Linked DNA regions of Gossypium hirsutum: all the other regions are linked to region 1. Evidence: chromatin contacts called from public Hi-C data. All regions are on one chromosome and are shown on one strand. The core of a region is the stretch at or near the end of the contact, and the rest is flanking DNA. Distances in the headings are between cores, read along the strand shown.

Region 1 (4,427 bases), core at 784-3,283:
ATATATATTGCCTGATTGCTATAGTTGTTTGGCGGGAGTTGGGGTTGGTAGTGGAATCATAGTCGATTTTTCCTTCTTGAGCACCATTTTCGATTTGGTTGTTGTTCATTCTCACCACCGCATATTGACAATGACTTAGAGTTTCTGGCTACATTGAAATCTTCTCATTTGGTAATAAAGTATAGTGTCCTTACAGTTATTTTGATTGCTGATCATTTTCTACAAGATTGAATGGATGCTCGTAACATTATTAACAATTTACATTGTTAACAATTTACAATAACCTATTGTCGAGGTGCGATAATAGTGAGCATTAGTTTAGACCTGATCTGGAATGGCTAAAGTGTAACGTGGATGCGATAGTTAACAACGAGCAGAGACGTTCCTCATTTGTTGTTGTCCGTTCTCATATAGAGGCTTTTGTCTAGGGTGTTTCTAGTTCGCTACTTTGAGGGTTCAACAATAACATGGCTAATTTGTTTGTCATATATGAGGCTCTATCATGGTTGAAACAAGAAGGTTTTGAGGAGGGGGTCATTGAGTCAGATTGTGAATTGGTCATAGCCACATTGAGAACTACTATGACAAATCTTTCTGAGTTTGGGAGCATTTTGCATGATTGTACTAGTATTAATAAAATATCTGAGTTAGTGTTACGAGTCAACTAGGCACCAACTCGTTTAGTGAAATTATGAAGATGTTCTTCCATAATTAAAATAAGTTATTTTTTTCGAAGGTATTTTAGTCTTTTTATTTAAAAATAAATAAAAATTTTACACGAGGTAGGATTTGAATCCATACCAAGTACATAGTTTCCACATGCATACGTATGTGATAAGATTTCTAATTTTATTAAAAATAATATATATATACACGTGTTTTAATTTTTATATAATTTCTTTAAAAACTTACTTTTTTTTCCATGAAGTAACTATTTTGCCTACATGCTTATATAGCTAGATATAAAAGGGAGTTTAATTGATATTCTAAAAAAAAAAAAGTTCAAATGACCTTTCTTTTAGCTGACAAGTGGAACATCCACAATGCTATTTTATTTTTTATTTTATAAAAATAGTTAAATTTTAATTTTGATCTCTCTAATATACTTTAGTTTGAGGTTTAATCTATATATTTTAATTTCTAATATAATTTGGTCTTTATATTTTTACATGTCATTAATTATTACAAATAATTAATATTGTTAACTTTTTTAATACTTTAAAAGTCTTACAAACTAACATGTGGCTTTCTATTTCTTTAAATTTGCATCGCTTTTTTCTTGACTTTATAAGATAATGGTTAAATTTCAATTTTCACCTCTAAACTATGTTGAAACTTGAGATTAATTTATATATACTTTAAATTTTTACATAATTTGATCCATCTACATTTATAATGTTATTAATTAGTTTAAACAGTTAATTAATATTATTAACTATTTCAATCAAAATACCGACACTAATTTTTTTCTAAATATACTATTCCACAGAAATTTTTTTTATTAAGACAATTTTGAATGTGTATTTTTTAAAAAACATTCCATCAATATTTTCAATGCTATTTTTATTTTTACATGATTTAATTTCAAAATGTCATACCACGTAATAAGCAATTATATTGTAAAGATAAAAAAAATCTAAATTTACAAAATATATAAAATTTTAAAATATATTTTAATTTAATTTGACTTAAAATGAGTTTAGATAAACGGTAAAATACAATACATTTAGTTTAATTTTTTTCTTATGCTATACGATTATTATAATATCTAATTTTACTATTATTATTATTTTTAGACTAATCACAAAGCGTCTAATTTTTTTAAAGGGTGTCACAAATTCCAGTAAATAATCATGAAAAAGGAATTTTCAGTCAATAATTGTGAGTTTGACAGGAAGTTTATCTTCTAATGGGGCCTACACTGAGTTATTTTTGCTTTCATCCAAATATATAAAAACCTATAATAGTAAGCTCCTTGTTTTTCCGGCTATTTTTTTTTAGTTCCCCCAATTACCCTTCCTAGCAACCGCCTTTACGCTTTAAATGAATGAATTTTAAAATCCCGAAATGACCCTCATGTTTCCTCTCGTTTAATTTCGAAGTCGTGGATGACGGATCCAATCAAAGATACTTGGTGACAGCATAATTTGTGACGGGCTTGTAACTTTATCCTCAACTCGTTTTGATGGTTCGGTTCGCCCTTGCTTTTCGTCCAAGAAGGCGAGATAGCGCAAAAGAAAATAGTAACTAATTCTTTGAGTTAGGGTTTTTAACTTTTCTTTTTCTTTTATTTTCTTCTCTCTCCCATCCCTCCACCTTCTAGAAAACAGAAAAGTAAATCAATCACTCCAAAATTTATCTCATCTGCAGGTAATATTTTCCATTTTCTTTTAGTTTTATTTTCCGTTTTATTTTCTTTGATTAAGTTTTTGACAACGGATTATATAGATCGGCCCTGATCTTGGCATCTGGAAGGCGTTGACTTCATTTGTTGAATGGTTAATTCTTTTGATGGTTGATTTCTGTGATAATTGGTTTTCTAGGGGGATCAATAAAAACATTATGATATGTTAATTTTGAGAATTTTGCTTTAGGATTTTCATTTTAGGTTTTTTTTCGACCTTGCAGTTTTTGTGAGAAATTGCGGATTTGTAGAATATTGATATTCTCCTTTTCTTTTTCTTTTTTGATTGACTCAGTTTTCAGCTATAGAAAACATTTTTTTAGTTTTTAATTTTAGGAATCTATGTTCCAAGGTTGAAATTTTGTATTTTCTTTTTTTAATTCTCGATCACCATTCTAATCACGTGAAACACCAGATTTCTTGTCATCTTATGTTCTTAGTTTTTTTAATTAGTGTAGAAATATATTTAGTTTGATGATTTGGATGAAATATTTTTTAGGCTGATTTTCTATTTTTTTCACAAAAAAAAACACACTCGAGTCTTTATGTATTTGTAAGAATTTTCCAGTTTTTCCTAATCTTAATTTTCTTTGGTTTCATTAATTTTTGCTCAATTTTCTTAACAGAAATCAGCATAGGATTTAAATTTTTGGTATACTTTTGGCTGCTTTTTTTTTTCTTTTCGAGGTCAACCGGGGGATTGTCGTGACTATACTTGTTATTCAAAAAAGCTCATATTCTCAGGTCAACGCCGGTTGTGTTTCGATATTTATGTAATTAGTATCATACTAATTCTGCTCGGAGTAAATTTTGCAGTTTTGTGAAAATTTCTAATTTATTTTTGGTCAGATGTCTGATTAATATGTGCAACATCAACATCAACTTGTTATTCAAAAAAGCTCATATTCTCAGGTCAACGCCGGTTGTGTTTCGATATTTATGTAATTAGTATCATACTAATTCTGCTCGGAGTAAATTTTGCAGTTTTGTGAAAATTTCTAATTTATTTTTGGTCAGATGTCTGATTAATATGTGCAACATCAACATGTACAATATTTTTATAAATATTGTTGAAACATAATTTCTATAAATTTATTTGCTACAATAAAAAATGGGAACCGAAGAATTGTTGAAACATAATTTTTATAAATTTATTTGCTACAATATTTGTAGGTATTGTTATGTGATGCTGTGGGAGGCAGGGTACCAAATGCTGTAGAGTAATAAAGAAGTTGCTATTTCTTCTAGGAAATAATTGTTAGGAAAGAAAATGAAGAGTAACATGTCCAAGATTAATATGTGCAACATCAACATGTACAACATGGATATGTGCAACATGAACATGTACAGGATTGACACTAACTGCAGTTCTAGGTATGCGATCCTCTTGCCTTGTGGCGATTCTATTAAGTTTGGTTTCATATGCTATCAGTTGCTTGATTATTGCTTATATTCCAATTAGTATGATTTCATATCTAGGCCATTTAATGCCCTGACCTTTTTTATTTCTTTTTTTCAGGATTTCAACTTTTAGGAGACTGTTCCTGTAGTTCGGTAGAAGGTTAGACTTTCTATTCGTTTTTACAGTAGAACTATTGGTTTTAAACCTGTTGATAGGGATTGATCTAGGAAGAAATGGAAGCACCGAACGCCATGGTATTGGATAGTAAGCCTTTGGTTCTACATGGCATGAAGAGGAAGCGGGAAACACAGCATACAACATATTTTCCTGGGGCCTCGCATCTGGTACCACTACAGTTGCCCAGCTTGTGTTTAGCTTTCCAGAAACATGACAAGCACAGGAGATTGGAGGATTGCGAAGGCAGAGTTGTGAGTTGTGGTTATACTTCAAAAAGATCTTTGTTACTTTGCTATTCAAATTTTAAGAAAACAGGCATTCCAAAGCGCATAATGTTCTATGAGAAAGGTGAATGGACTGATTTTCCCAATGATCTTATTGCCTCAATCAGGAAAGATCTCGTCACAAAGAAGCCGGCTATTGAGGTTGAGATAGACAGTCAAT
Region 2 (4,427 bases), core at 1,423-3,922, 170 kb before region 1:
CCACTCACCTGAAATCAATCAAAGGACGGATATAATTTTGACCAAACATATAGTAGTCAAATGGCTCTCGCAGAGCTTTGTGGTAGGGTTCAAAGACAAAAGGATCCTGAAAAGTTACTGTCATATTTCATGCAGAAATTTATAAAAATCTGTATGCAATAAATGAAAATAAAGTGCATATATTTTCTAAACAGCAGAATCATCTTGAAACAGCATTGTAGTACAATTACCTCCACATCCAAAAGCCAATGGTCAAATGCAACAGTCATGTTTGACAATACAACCCCAACAGCTGCAGCATCTCCACTTTGGAAAACCTAAATGTTGACACATGGAAAAGAATCTTCTTTTAAATTTTCAGAGGAACATGTAAAAGGTAAGTGTTGTGTGACAAGGTTTCCCAAATATTGAAATCCTCAGGTGATAAACTATTAAAACCGTGCAGTTCAACTGAATCCTGTCCCACCAACTTTTTAGTGCAAATGCACCATTTTTTTTCCTTATCTAAATTCAGTTCCAAACATAACCCAAAAGAAACTAGTTTTTTTCCCCAAATATATACGTATAAAGTAAAAACAGATGTTATAGAGAAGTTATATTTGACTATTTAGCATTATGTTTTTTACACACCTAGATCCCATAACACATAGCCTATCTTAAGACAAGTAAAAACCGTGCATTGAGTTCCGGAAAATACAGATATTTTAAAACCTATGATGTCCATCTACTAAAATATGATATTATTAAAAACACACTATTAGCACTTTCTAGAAGCAAGAAAAGGAAGCTTGATAATGAATCGTCAAAAAAGGTAGTCTACATAGAGGAGAGCCTATCATACATAAAACATATACTATACACTAAAATAAGAGTTTAAGCATATTAATTTACTGCGTTTCTGTAATTCTGATACACTTCTTCCATCCCTGCTGCAACATTTGGAGGTAGCCTTCCGGCATCTACTTCCTTCCTAAGTCCAGACAGGAGTTCTGTAGACAAAAAGCAGCACGAGACAATAAAACAAGTACTCTACTTCAGCTTTGGAACTATGAAAGGCTGTAGTTCAAATTAAAAAACAGGACTATTCAAAGTAAGAAAATGTTCTCTTCTATATTCTTGGTCACTTATTCTTTCAATCAACAAACCTTTCTACGTTTCTTGATGTCCAACTCCCCTTTCGAGTCTATCTCCCTTCTTTATGCTCCTCAAAGAAACCCGACTCCGTTTGTCATTTTTGGAATCATCAAAATATTATTCATGATATTTCAATACAAAGGAGATAACTCTCAAGTATTCTTTTGCTAAGTCTTAAACTTTCTCCATACTTGATCATTGTTGCATTAGATACATCCTTCTTAATCAACAAATTTTGGTTAAAGCAGCTGTTACATTGCTTGGACATGTTCTCCAATTATCAATGCATAGATTATTGGATAGATAGAATGGGCAGCTCTCATCAAATCTGAGTCCGGTAAACTTAATTTCTACAGCAGATTCGTATTAATAAACAAGTACTCTTAAACAAGGCAAATTTTTGCAAGAACGATTCTAATTATTCATTTCATTAATCTGCTTATGTTTTCAGCACCAAATTAAACAAACTTGTTTTAACCCAAGCTTCTTGGAAAACCATAAAACAAAAAAAATAAAAATTGCGTCAAGCCATTAAACCATAAAAGTGTTCATTAAATACTAAAGCGACCTTCTCTTAAAGGCTATTTCTATGATGTAATAAACTTAGTATTCTTTTCTATATTAGAAAAATGCTGTTGACTAACACATAAATACATACAACTAAATTGCCATCAGCAAATCTTTATGTTGGCAGTTTTTATAACGAACTCCTTTTCCTTGGGAGGAAGGAAGGAAGGAAGAAGAAGAAGAAGAAGAAGAAGAAGAAAACAACATAACATTTATAATAACTGTTTTAACGCTTAGTAATTAAACAGAAAAAGGCATCATACAGTAACATTTACAATATTTTATTCGAAAGCGCATTTGTGTAAACAATTAACACAAAAAAAAGTTTCTTTTGAAAAATGAATGAAGAAAAGAAAAAGAGCTGAAAGGAAACTGAACCTTGCTCGGAGCGAGCTTCAACAAAGGTACGGGAATGCTCGACCACCGGCTTCCCGGTGGCAACTACACCTGATTCCTTATCTTGAACTAGCTCGGCCGTTGCTTTAGCTTTCAAGGAGTGAAACAAGGAAGAGCGAATCCTTGTTGTTGTTCTGGAAGTAGATCGAAAAAGATGGAGACGCTGAAACGGAACCAAAGGAGAAGATGATTTGAGTGAGAAAGAAAATGCAGCCTTAGTGCAAGTGCCGCCGAAGAATGGGAGAGGCAAAGTAGAAGACATTGGAGAGTCTTTTTATTTTTTAAAAGGGAAAGAATATATATGATTGAAAGAACACGAAATCCTTTTCTCTTTTATTATCTCTCTCTGAACAGTCCGGGAGAGGGGAAAAGAAGGGGAAAAAATTGGAACTATAGGAATCTCATTTCATTTTTATTTCTTTTATAGCTTCTTTTTTTTTCCAACGGCGGTGGTGTTTGAGCAAGCACGTGGCTTACATCGAACAAGAGCGAACGATTAGGGGAAATAGCTGCAGATTGCTGACGTGTAGGGGAATGAATTGGGGGTGTTTATCGAGATGCTTGACATCGAATGGTTGCCATTCTCCACTTGCCACTTGCCACTACTTTCTACTTTTGTTTTTCGGTATTATTTCTTTTACAATGTTTTTGGGTAATCTAGCGATCTACAGTCTAATTTAGTTATATATATGCCATTCTTTTTAATTAGTCTTTTGGATTTTTTTTGAAAATTAAGAGAATAGTTGGATTTCTCTTTGATTTTTTTTTTAAATTTTGTTAGGGTTTGGGTTATGGTTCTTTTAGGAATTAGAGTTTATGTTTTGAGGAGTCGATGATGTGATAACGCATCTCAGAATACATACATTTCATATGTTATGTCGGGATAGGACCATTACCTCAGAAACTCATCTTATGGAAGTCAGGTTTTGGGGTGATAGTGCTTGATACGGCCACGTACCGAAGTCTAAGTGAAGGTCCTAGTTGGCGACCTTGATGCGGTCACGAGTTCAAGTATAACCAGGGGCCAGTTGATGATCGTTATGCGATCATAAGTTCAAGCTTTTTGGATACCCGTAAATGATGCCTTACATATACCATATATAAGATTAAAGTTATAATCATAAGGAAAAATAGAGGGATTTTTGGTGTAATCAGTGTAATTTTTTCTCTATTTCTAGGCAATTGGTATATTTAACCTTTTATTCTTATCTGAAGGCTGACACCGAGGTGGACACAAGAAGGCTCTTAGACAGAGAGTGGATGTTCCGTCGGAATAGAGGTCAAACTCGGGTCGGCTCGGTAACAATTGTAGTTGTTAATGGGTTGTTTAATAATGAAAATTGTTGTCGCCCCAAAAGGAGCATCACTTTTACTCCAACGTCACAGTTGTTGCCCGCTTGAGAGTCCTCCTACGTCCACGGCAATGTTGGCCTTCAAATAAGAAGGAAGGTTAAGGATACCAGCTACATGGAAATGGAGAAAAAAATACGCCATTTATAGCGAGAGGCCCCACAGTTTTTCCCAATGATTATGCCTTCAAATTTCTGTATGGTATTTATAATGTAACATCTGCGGGTATTCGAAAATTTTGAGCGCATGTCCGCATAACGACCATCAATTGGCTCCCTATTATACTTTGATCCATGACCTCATAATGGTCACCGATCGAGACCTCTACACAGACTTCCACCCGTGATCGTATAAAGCAAAATCACCCCAAACCAACTTAAAAATACCTCAAACCGAAAATTTTTAACACTAAAGCAGGGAAAAAACCAAGAGAGAGAAATATTGTAAAGTGGAGGGATAGAGGCCGGAAGAGATGATGGGTTCAGGGATGATGGATTACGGAAGGGGAGACCCATTTTATAGAAGCGGGAAAGGGGTGAAATTGCAAAGGAAAAATCCTCGTGGTCAAAAACACGTCGTAGGACCAACGTTTTCATATAATATCTTCAAAACATGCTTCAAATTTTATCCCGAATTCTTGAGATCAAGGTACTTTTTTGGCAGACTTTAGTGGAAATGGTAAAAAAAGCTCATCCAATTGGGCAAGCTTTCTTACCATTTCCACTAAAGTTTACGAAAAGTACCTCGACCACGGGTAAGATTTGAAGCACTAAATACCTTTTAAAACATGCGTCTGATGAGATTATTTAATCTGTGAAATACATTTTTGAGGATCGAAAAATGTTTTATTATTATTCGACGAAAGTCCATCTTTTGAAACATGTTTTGAAGCACACATTCCCTCTCTCCTTGTTCTATTTTGCTATTAAAGTATCGAAATATTCAAGACTAAGGGTGAGTTTGGATGGGCTGTGCGTTTA
Region 3 (4,427 bases), core at 501-3,000, 160 kb after region 1:
CGAAGTCCTTATCAATGTCATTCTTTGAGCATTTCTTTAATCAAACAGCTAGAGGGTCGTCTTCTCCTGTATAAGGGAAAGTTGTTATGAAAGCCATCAAGAGGGAAATCAACAATTGCCCAACAAGTTCCATAATGTACACCTTGTTGTTCGGCAATAACCAAGAAACTAAGCCTCTCCAGTCTGCACCAATGGAGACTAAACTCCCAATTTTGCATACATATGCTCAAATCAACAAAATTTAAAGCCAATTGACGTGACACAATCAATTCAAGCTTGAATAAGCTCCATTATTAATTTTCATAGTTAAACTTGAGTTTCAACTTGTTTTCCTCATTTGTATTAAAATTCAAGCTCATTTATATTTAAGCTCTTTCTATATAATAAATATCTTATAATATATTAGATGAAAATCTCGATTAAGCTCATGAAATGTTCAATAATTATCGAATCAAGTTTGGATTTTGCTGACAGGTGAATTGGCTCCCTTCAAGAGAAGTCTTTGAAGTCTAACTCAAACCATCAACAATCGAAACAATGGTCCTTGTGGAGAGTCATGTACAGTTCATCAAAGGGGGAGTGGTACCATGTTTACAAACAAGTCACCTATAATGCCTTTATTGGTGGTTCAAGCTATGGCATGCCCAAGTACCTCTATTATTATTCACACGTCCAATACTAACATCTAACCCAAGTCTTGCAAGTACCTACCTCCATCGTGTGGATGTTGGGAACAAAACCTCAATACGGAGGCAATACCTTCGATTGTTGATGATCTGGATTGGCTACCTAGAAAACGACACTTCGAAGACTTCTCTCAGAGGAGTCGATTCCCCTGTCAACAATAAAAGGTGCCTTTTATAACAAAACCCTAACACGGGAACAATACCTTTGATTGTTGACGATCTAAGTCCATTGCTCGAAAAACTACACTTTGAAGATTTCTCTCGAAATGAGTTAATTCTCCTATAAACAATAAAAGGTGCCTTTTATAAAAGCTTTATTTTCCAAATGATTTTTATAGAAATTGTTGAAAAATATGGAACGGGTAATAAAGTGTCAAGGGAGTGACCACTAAAGTTGTTTAAGACAGTTTCAATATTAGAGAGGTTGGTAATTTATTGAACGATATATATGAATTGTGTTGATTATGTGGATGATATCTAGCCTATTATTGAATATCATATCACTTGAGGAACATATTTAGGAGATTTAATAAGATCGGATTACTCTTATCCAATCTTTTGAATCGTGGATATTGGATTATTTAGAACATTGCATTCTTAGTTGACCAGAGTCATTGTTTACCTTATTTGTTATTATATTATATTCAACTAGTTAATATGGTGTTTAATAGGGATTGTAATGAATTTTCTCTATGGTAACAAGTCTCAAACAAACTCTATATAATTAAGAGGCTTGTATAAGTAATTGTACCTAAAATTGATAACACTAAATTTGTTCAAGTAAGGAAATATATTTTATAAATGCAAAGCGATAATAAAAATTTTGTTTATATATAAGTGAGGAAATTGTCATGAGAGTGTGATAGATATGTAAGAGTAAAACTCGATTTTGAATTAAATAGAACAGCATTTAACAAATAAATCGTCCAACTGCCACAAATAAGTCATTTATTTTGGGGACAGGATTTCTGACGCCCAATGAGTTTCAGAAAACATGATATTCTTGATCCATTGGGCCAAGCCCAATGGTATGATATATTAAGACCTTGGAATATTAGCCCTAATGATGAGGTGTCGTAAACCACCTCCGGTTGACGGAGTCTAGCTGCCAGCGCCAGCCAGCAAGAAAGACGTGCACCAATAGCGGAATGACCCCACTTTTCACGTATTCTTTTTCCTCTTTCTATTTTCTCCAATAATTAAAGACGAGATACGAAGCCCATTTTCAATTTTTTATTTTTCATGAGGTTGACTATCCATCTCTTTTGAATATGCTTGTGGTGTTGCTCAAAATTTTAATTTTTAACAAAAAGGAAATCATCGCCTTTCTCTGTATATGATTTTCTGTTAGTTTAGTACAATCCAATATTTGGGTACCTACAAGAAAATGGAGGATGATTAAGAAGGATTTTCGAGGCTATCCTTGAGTTGAATCCCTACAAGACTCTTTTTCGGCGCAGGAAAAAAAAGGTGAGGAATATCTCTCATCCCGGAACACCACAATCATCTTGTGCTAGCAAACTCCTAGAATTCTTATTCGAATGTTTCTTTTTGGATTGATTTTCTTTTATTTGGTTTGAGATACGTTTTGTAGGAAGCATTGAGATATACAAGGTGTAGAAGGATTATAAAGAAGAGTTTGTTATGAAAATGGGGGACAAGCAACCAACGAAGCTAGATGAGGAGCAAATGGCTCAACTACGAGAAATATTTTCTTCTTTCGATCGGAACAACGATGGTAGCTTAACACAGCTGGAACTGGGGTCGCTGTTGCGGTCCTTGGGACTAAAACCGAGCCTTGACCAGGTGGAAGACCTTATACAAAAGGCTGATTCCAATAACAATGGGCTGATCGAATTCTCGGAGTTTGTGGCTATGTTGGCTCCGGAGCTGCAGCCGGAGAAGTCACCGTACAGCGAGGAACAATTGAAGCAGCTGTTTAAGATGTTTGACAGGGATGGTAATGGTTTTATCACTGCTGCCGAGTTAGCACAGACAATGGCCAAACTTGGACATGCATTGACTGTAGAGGAGTTGACAGGGATGATCAAAGAAGCCGATGCGGATGGTGATGGGAGGATCAGTTTCGACGAGTTCTCTCGGGCCATTACTTCCGCTGCTTTTCAAAATAATTCTTGGGCTTGATTTCAACTCTCATTCTATTTATCCACTTTATTTGTGTTTTGATTTTTTTGGTTTGTAATTTTCAGTTAAACAGTGGATCAATTTTCTATGATTTTTTGGTGTTAATTTTCGTAGTTATTTCTGATGATGAGATTGCAATCGTCCAATGACCGTGAAATTTGATGACAACCGCTGAAGCAATTTTAACAATGATTTTCATATTATTCCAATTTCCAATGCATTTCAACAGTTTAGATTGAGGGGGGGCATCCCACAAAAGGGTTTTTGTGACATTCAGTCCCTGCATTATTCTTGTTTTCAATTTCATACTGTGTTGGGGCATCCTCGTTTTAGATCAGCTTCTTTCCCATGACGTTTGGTTGAATTTGGTATTTCTTTGTGATGTATAAAGCTCAATGCATGGTATGGTTGTAACTTCATATCACTCTTTCTGAAGAGGAAACGTCACCTAATTTTTCTTCAATTTTCTTGGGGTGTACTATAAATACATGAAAAAATTTTGTCAAATCCAGGTATCACATTAATTTAAAATATAATTATTATAGCTTAAAAAACTTACATTAATTTAAAATATGATGCGACATAATTATTGTAGCTTAAAAAACTTGACCTATAGCATTAAACACATCCTATGTCATACATTATTGGTACCATATCACTTAAAAATGCCACAAAGGAAGGCCTTTGAAGTGATAATATAATTCTAGAAAGATACATTAATTAAATTCTTAAAAATAAAAATATGAAGACTAAATTTTAAATATATAAATAATATAAGAACTTAGAGAAATTACAAGCTTTAAATTTTTACTCTATAATTTAGTATAAAAATAAATATTTAACCGTGGTCAGGAACCATATTAGTGTCATTTGATTAACTCTACCTCATAAAACTAACCATATTTTTTTCTTCAACTATTACGAACATAATTATCCTGCTCATTATTCTAATATACAAGGATTTTTGTGCTCATTAGTCATTAAGGCCATGTGTAGAAGTCTCTAACGAATAACGATCTCTCAAAGCCTAATGGATTCAATGCAATGCAACTCAAAACATTGACAAAGAGAGAAGATCCCTAAACAGCTTCTCATGAAAATATATTTTAATTTGGACATTGAACAAGCCTACTAAAATACCAATAAACTGAGCAGGAAAAACATGATGATGAGAAATGGAAAACTGAAAGACTTCAGGCTTTAGCCATTTCAGAAAGAAAGAAAAATACACTGGGTTCTCTGTAGCAGTTGTATATTAGACAGAAAAATCAAATAAAGTTGTCCTCAAATGCAACAATCTTTAACAAATTATGATGGCCTAAACACAAATTCTCATCTCAAAACTTAAATTCGAAGCAAAAATACATGGAAGAAAACAAGCAATGCTATACCCAAGGCATGTTTTATGCAGAGATGATAAAGTAGCATCAAGCTTCAAGCCTTCTTCTTCTTGGATTTGAGCAGCACGAACCCAATAAAAATACAGAGGAGGCAAAGGAGCACCACACCGGCACACACAGGGATCAGTATGGCATATTCCTGGGGTAGAAAATAGTTGTGGATGAAGTTATCACTGTCCACAAATGGCTGTCCAGA

Evidence for each region. Hi-C and Micro-C count contacts between places; a contact is called where the count stands out from the background.
Region 2: a Hi-C map of leaf shows a contact between it and region 1, with 2.4 times the contacts expected there. The contact joins the promoter of LOC107920823 here to the promoter of LOC107919828 in region 1. A contact is called at or near these places in 4 of 34 Hi-C or Micro-C datasets (anther, callus, hypocotyl and 1 more).
Region 3: a contact with region 1 is called in a Hi-C map of leaf, with 1.8 times the contacts expected there. The contact joins the promoter of LOC107918656 here to the promoter of LOC107919828 in region 1. A contact is called at or near these places in 3 of 34 Hi-C or Micro-C datasets (all in leaf).

Annotation. Positions count from the first base shown.
Region 1 is chrA08:111,628,901-111,633,327 of Gossypium_hirsutum_v2.1, forward strand. LOC107919828 (inactive poly [ADP-ribose] polymerase RCD1) reads left to right here and starts at 2,034. Exons shown (of 10, transcript XM_041074793.1): 1 at 2,034-2,370; 2 at 3,578-3,778; 3 at 3,924-3,965; 4 at 4,034-4,234; 5 at 4,375-4,427. The coding sequence starts at 4,194.
Region 2 is chrA08:111,458,581-111,463,007 of Gossypium_hirsutum_v2.1, forward strand. LOC107920823 (glycerol-3-phosphate acyltransferase, chloroplastic) reads right to left here and starts at 2,673. Exons shown (of 13, transcript XM_016850690.2): 1 at 2,080-2,673; 2 at 892-989; 3 at 231-317; 4 at 9-106. The coding sequence starts at 2,359.
Region 3 is chrA08:111,788,206-111,792,632 of Gossypium_hirsutum_v2.1, forward strand. LOC107918656 (probable calcium-binding protein CML11) reads left to right here and starts at 1,751. Exons shown (of 2, transcript XM_041074796.1): 1 at 1,751-2,156; 2 at 2,281-2,922. The coding sequence starts at 2,331. The coding sequence ends at 2,831. It overlaps LOC107918782 (a long non-coding RNA gene), which reads right to left. Exons shown (of 3, transcript XR_001690239.2): 3 at 4,008-4,418.